Regions from separate parts of the Sus scrofa genome. Here region 2 is linked to region 1. Evidence: chromatin contacts called from public Hi-C data. All regions are on one chromosome and are shown on one strand. Each heading gives the region's core, a stretch centred on a gene start, on an enhancer-like site or on the middle of the called end of the contact. The rest is flanking DNA. Distances are from core to core; before and after follow the strand shown.

Region 1 (3,310 bases), core at 271-2,770:
TTGGGATTAACATACACCTGCCACTATATATAAAATAGGTAAACAACAAGGATCTACTGCAGAGCATGGGGAGCTATAATCAAATCTTATAATAAATTATAATGGAAAAGAATCTGAAAAAGAACACACACGCACAAACACGCACGCGTGTGTACCTATAACTGACTCACTTTCCTGTACACTTGAACGCAAGACTTTCATAAACAATTAGAAATATTTTTCTTAAAGAAAGAAAATGAAAAGATGGAAAGCTATTCCATGTCAGCAGTAACCAAAAAAGAGCTGGGACAACTATACTAATATATCAGATAAATAGATATTAAGACAAGACATAAAAGTGTTACCAGAAGCAAAAAAAAAAAAAAAAGGATATTATAGCACAAAAAGAGGGTCAGGAAGATATAAATGATTATAAACATATATGCAAACATATTTAACAAAACACATGAAGCCCAAACTGACAAAACTAAAATAGAAAGTAGCTGCAGTCAACATTTCACTTTCAACAATGGGCAGCACAACTATACAAAAGATAAGGAAACAGAACACATGAACACAACTATATAAATCAAGTAGAGCTAAGAGACGTATAAGAACGTTCCACCTGTCAGCAGTCACACACATACCTTTCGCAAGTGCACATGGAACATTCTCCGGGATAGACTGTATGTATGTTCAGCCACAAAACAAGCCTCAACATAGTTCTAAAACACTGAAATCATACAAAGTACCTTTTCTGAACACAAGAGAATGAAACTAGAAACCAGTAACAGAAAGAAATGTGGAAAATTCACAAACGACGAAGTCAACAACACACTCTGAAACGATCAGCGAGTCAAAGCACAAATCACAAGGTAAATTTCTAAAAAATACTTCAAGGAGAATAAAAATGGCAACACAAGCTATCAAAACATATGGGATGCAGGGAAAAAGCGCTCGGGGGAAAATGCACAATTGTAAACATTTATGTTAAAAGAAAAAAGAGCTCAAATCAGTCACCTAATCTTCTGGCTTAAGGAACTAGAAAAAGAACAAACTAAACGAAACTCAAAGCACGGAGGAAGGAAATAATAAAGGCTAGGGCAGAGATCCATAAGAGAGAGAGCACAAAAATCATAGAAAAAAAATCAACAAAACCCAGTTAGTTCTTTGAAAAGGGCAACAAAATTGACCAACCTTAATCTAGACTGACCAAGAAAAGGAGAGAGAAGACTCGAGTCACTAAAATCAGGAATGTACGTGGGAAGGTTGTCACCAATCTTATAGGAAGAAAAAGGATGAGAGAAGAAGACTGTGAACAACTGCAGGCCAACAAGTCAGATAACCTCGATAAAAGTGGAATCAGAAACACAAAGCTCCCCCAAAAGCCTCAGGTCCACAGCTTGTCTAAGGGTTTAGCTCCAAAACTCCATGGTGCTGCTGCCTCCGCATCCATTTTCTTTGACCAAGCAGGCTGCAGGGACCTTAAACCACCATGAGATCCCCTTTCTGGGAAGTGCATGGCCTAGACAGCAGGCTGCAGAGTCACGAGCAAATGTAGTTCCTGTTACAACTTGTGATCAACAGTCTCCTCTGCTTCCCAGCTCCTGTTATGCTTCAAATACCCCTCAGATAAAAATCCCCATGGAGCTTTCCAAAACCCTGCGTTGTGGTCTGAACTGACCAATCCAGCTCTAGCCCAGAAAGCCCAAAGCACCCTGCCCAAAGACTCTAAATAAAGACGTGTTCCAGGTGCTGCATCTCTCTCTCTTCACCCTGCCTTGACCTCCTCGTGAGGCCCCTCAAGGTGTCCCCTGCAATTCCTCCAGGACCCGTGAGTGATAAACTCCATTTCAGTTTCTCTTGCGGTTGCTTGTTGAACCGTGGTTCACCATCCAGCACCCTGGGCTTCCACTTTACAAACATTAATCTAACAGAGTCATAACACAATCGAAAAAGTTAAATCAGTAATCATAAAACTCCCAGCAAAGCAAAGCCGAGAACTACATGATTTGACTGCGAATTCTACCCATGGTTTAAAGATTAAAAATAACACCCATCCTTCTCAAAGTCTTCCGAAAAATGGAAGAGGAGGAAATATTTAACTCCTTCTATGAGACCGGTTTTAGCCTGATACCAAAGGGAGACAATAACATCACAAGAAAATTATAGGCCAATATCCCTTTTATATATATATATATGAAATATATAACGTGTGTTAGAGAGGGAACCGAGGGGGAGGGGGAGGGGGTGTGGTGGTTGGGGAGCTTGGGGTTAATACATGCAAACTATTGCCTTTAGAATGGATTAGCCATGAGATCCTGCTGTGTAACACTGGGAATTATGTCCAATCACTTATGATGGAGCATGATAATGGGCAAAAATACAATGTGTACATGTATGTGTCACTGGGTCACCATGCTGTACAGTAGAAAAAAAATTGTATTGGGGAATTAAAGATTTAAAAATTAATTAATTAAATTTTAAAAAACTCAACAAAATACCCTTGAACAATGAGGATGACCCACACACAGTTAAAAATCCACATGTAACTTTACAGTCTCCTGTATCCATGATTCCATATGCATGGTTCTGCATCCACATATTCAACCACCTGTGCATTGTATAATGCTGTAGTTCAAACTTAATAAAAAAAAAAAACAAAAAAAAACCCTCACATATAGGTAGACCTGCCTAGTTCAAATACATGCTGTTCAAAGGTCAACCGTATTAGCAAAGCTAATCCAGTAGCGTATTAAAAGGCTTATGCCATCTGGCCCAGCAATTTCAGTTCTGGGTATACACCCAAAGAACTGAAAGAAAAAGAGATCTTTGTACGCCCTTGTTCATAGCAGCAATATTCACAGGAGTCAAGAAGTGGAAGCAATCCAAGTGTTCATCAAGAGATGAACAGATAAACAAGATGTGGTGTATTCATACAACAGAATATTATTTAGCCTTAAAAAAGGAAAGACGTTCTGACACACGCTATAACAGAGTGACCTCGAGGACATTATTACGTTAAGTAAAACAAACCAGTGGCGAAAGCATACATATTATATGATTCCACCTTTATAAGAGAGCAGTCAGATTCATAGAAACAAACAGTAGAAGGGTGGCCGCCAAGGGCCTGGGGAAAAAGGAGATGGGGAGTTATGGCTCACTGGGTAGAGTTTCAGGTTTGCAGGATGAAAGGAGTTCGGGAAAGGGACAGCGATGACAGTTGTACGACAATGTGAACATATTTAATGCCACCGAACCGTACACTTAAAATGGTTAAGATGGTAAACTTTATATTATGCATATTTACTACAATTAAAAATAATTTTTA
Region 2 (3,310 bases), core at 218-2,717, 360 kb before region 1:
TCTGAAAGGTTACGAAATTCTTAACATCACGCAGCAGGCTGGGAGGCCGGGAGGCTCCGCCCGCTCCGCCAAGGCAATGCACACTCACCCAGGACTTGCTTCGTGCCCAAAACCCAGGGGAGCGTGATTCTAAGGCAGAAGATCCTTTCTGTTCAATTACTGTTATTCCCTTCAATAAGTATGCGCCCACGCCTCGCTGGGTGCCGGACTGTTGGTGCATTCAGCGAATATTTACTGGACAGCTTCTCTGTGTCACTTGGCTGAAGTCACTGTCCTTGGGGAGTTCACAGCCTGGTGAGAGAGATGAGGCCAGTGGTGACAGTAATGAGAGTGGGATGACATGGGACGAGCGGTGAAGGGGACAGAAGCATCCTATGGAGTTGCAGGGACCACAGAAGACCCCCGAAGGCGTGGCATTGGAACCTGCCCTCCACAGATGAACTGCCTACTCAGCTCAGCCCCCCAGCATCTCCCAGAATGTTCCTCTCCTGCTGGCATTTCAGGCCTGGCCACTGTTAGGCGAAGCCTTCTGCTGAAAATGACTGCCTTCCTGCCACTAGGGACCTTGGCTTAGGGGCTTTATATGACTCAATGTAAAAATATTGTCATTTGTTTCCGCTGTCGTGGCACAGCGGAAACAAATCTGGCTAGGATCCAGTGGGTTAAGGATCTGGTGTCGCTGTGAGCTGTGGTGTAGGTTGCAGACGCAGCTCAGATCCTGTGTTGCTGTGGCTGTGGCATAGGCCAGAGGCTACAGCGCTGATTCGACCCCTAGCCAGGGACTCTCCATTTGCTGTGGCTGCGGCCCTAGGGGAAAAAAAGCGGCCATAAAAAGACAAAAAAAAAAAAAATTTTTTTAACCTTTAGCTATACATGCACATAATTTAGAAATTCTATAAGGCTTGTAATGGAAAGCAGCAGTCCCTGCCTCAACACACACACACTCAGATCATTTCACACTCTGCAGAGGCAATGACTTTCAATTCTAAATTATTCCCTTATATTGCTACTTCTTGATTTTTTTTTTTTTTTTTTTTTTTTTTTGTTTTAAATACCTTTCTCCAACACACCCACACTTTCTCCTTGCTCCCTCCACAGGCACATCTCCGTCTGTGTTCCCTGCCATCCTGTATAATTGTCACAGTTTCGGTTGGAACCATATTCACTGTTTACATTATTAGGCCGTGTAAATGCTGTTGACACGTGAGCCATGTAATAGTCTATGATTACTTCTTCTTTCCTGCGTCACAATTACAGTTATGTAATCTCCTCTCGGTGTGTTTAAATGTGTTGGATAATGGACCGATTTCATCTTCTTGAAGGAATCCCTTCTAGAGTCTTCCATCCTGTTCCCGTCAGGATGAGTTACTTCCTACTGCACAACCGCTGGCCTGGGGATTCTCCCCCACCTCCTTTGTGGCCTCTTCTCTTCCTTCAATGCCATGACCTCTTCTGTATGGTTTACTCACTCATTTCTGTTGAAACACATCCTCCAGTAGCTTCCTGAGAATGTATGCAGAGAACTTACATGACTCAATATGTCTTTAGGGAGTTCCTGTGGTGGCTCAGTGGTAAGAACCTGACTCGCATCCGTGAGGACGCAGGTTTGATCCCTGACTTGCTCAGTGGGTTAAGAATCCGGCATTGCCGTGAGCTGTGGTGTAGGTTGCAGACACAGCTCAGATCCTGCGTGGCTGTGGCTTGGCTGTGGCTGTGGTGTAGGCCGGCAGCTACAGCTCTGATTCGACCCCTGGCCTGGGAACCTCCATATGCCATGGGTGCAGCCCTAGGGAAAAGAAAAGACCAAAAAAAACCCAAAAACCTTTATTCCATCCACATCTTTGATAGTCACTTGGCTAGGATAGGATTCTGGATGGAAACAGCTTCCCTCAGAATTTTGAAGGCACCTTCCATTGGCTCCTGGTTCCCATCTCGCTATTGAAAAATCCAATGTCGCTATGACGCTCAAGCTGTTGTAGAAAGACTGTTATTTTTTTCCTTCTCTCTGGAAGCTCTTTGTTTGTTTGTTTGTCCTTTTTTTTGCCATTTCTTGGGCTGCTCCCGCGGCATATGGAGGTTCCCAGGCTAGGGGTCTAATCGGAGCTGTAGCTGCCGGTCTACGCCACAGCCACAGCAATGCATGCGATCCAAGCCGCGTCTGCGACCTATACTGCAGCTCATGGCTGGACCCACTGAGCAAGGCCAGGGATCAAACCCGCGACGCCATGGATACTAGTTGGGTTCGTTAACAAATGTTTACTTTATTCCAGTTGTCAGAGTCCCCCCCAGTATAGACAGCCCCTCTTACTCCATCCTGAGAATAGACCTTTCACTTCTACCAGGTGGGAAGGGTGTCTGGGAGTCTGATTGTTCTTAAACAGATTTCCAAACGATTTTCCTGTTTTTAAGCCTCCCCAGCCACCCAATTTCCAGAAATACCTGGGGCCGCCAATTCCTAAACCATTTGGGGGTTTCACAGTGAAAACTGGGCTGCTCTTCAATTTTCTTTACTGCCTCTTTAGGATCCAGGCAGTTACCATTCTTTGTTGGCTGTGCCTGCTTTCCAATAGTTTGATAAATCCCTTTCCTGCTGTTTTAGCTGGTTTCAGGAGAGACCACAGTGTGTGTTCAATTTGCTATCTTTATCCCATTTCAATTTGTAAGTGAACAGCAACCCATGTCAGAGCAGGAATGCTCTGCTGCCAATTTATAGAAGTAAATAGAGTGTAACCAGAATATGGAAGAGCCTGCCCGCAAGGGTGGGGGTGGGGGGGCTTCCCCAGCGGTTCTGTGCATGTTTAGGCCTTTCCTGGCTCTAAAAGTCCAGGCCAGAAGCCACCCGTTGTGATGCTTCCCCAGTCCCCCAAGTATGTATCTTTTTTTTATCCCAGTTGGGCTTGCTGAGTGATAGACATTTTGGAATTTTTTTTTTTTTGTCTTTTTGTCATTTCTAGGGCCCCTCCGGTGGCATATGGAGGTTCCCAGGCTAGGGGTTGAATCAGAGCTGTAGCCACTGGTCTACGCCAGAGCCACAGCAACGCAGGATCCGAGCCATGTCTGTGACCTACACCACAGGTCACGGCAACGCTGGATCCTTAACCCACTGAGGTAGGCCAGGGATTCAACCCGCAACCTCATGGTTCCTAGTCGGATTCATTAACCACTGAGCCACAACGGGAACTCCAACATTGCAGAATCTTATAGCCATGATTCCACTTGAAGCTTTACACGTTATAGCTATAGAGGCTACAAGGTGTGGAGCCAGAGACCCAGATCCCACAGCCAATGAGTGACAGGACTGAGGTTTGAA

What was found. Hi-C and Micro-C count contacts between places; a contact is called where the count stands out from the background.
Region 2: a Hi-C map of liver shows a contact between it and region 1, with 2.5 times the contacts expected there. The contact joins two enhancer-like sites. A contact is called at or near these places in 9 of 47 Hi-C or Micro-C datasets (brain, embryonic fibroblasts, fetal heart ventricle and 5 more) and 1 of 2 datasets of contacts at active chromatin or transcription factors (alveolar macrophages).

What each region holds. Positions count from the first base shown.
Region 1 is chr9:10,158,386-10,161,695 of Sscrofa11.1, reverse strand. The region is part of intron 6 of UVRAG (UV radiation resistance-associated gene protein); the gene reads right to left. Among named protein-coding and RNA genes, the nearest start is that of UVRAG, 71 kb to the right of the region's middle. Within about 2 kb of position 1,520, at least 8 of the 83 cell types and tissues checked have an H3K27ac peak or open chromatin away from gene starts, as enhancers often do. A contact at or near this core is called in alveolar macrophages and liver, where this site is marked.
Region 2 is chr9:10,520,263-10,523,572 of Sscrofa11.1, reverse strand. No RefSeq gene overlaps it. Among named protein-coding and RNA genes, the nearest start is that of THAP12, 45 kb to the left of the region's middle. Within about 2 kb of position 1,467, at least 11 of the 83 cell types and tissues checked have an H3K27ac peak or open chromatin away from gene starts, as enhancers often do. A contact at or near this core is called in alveolar macrophages and liver, where this site is marked.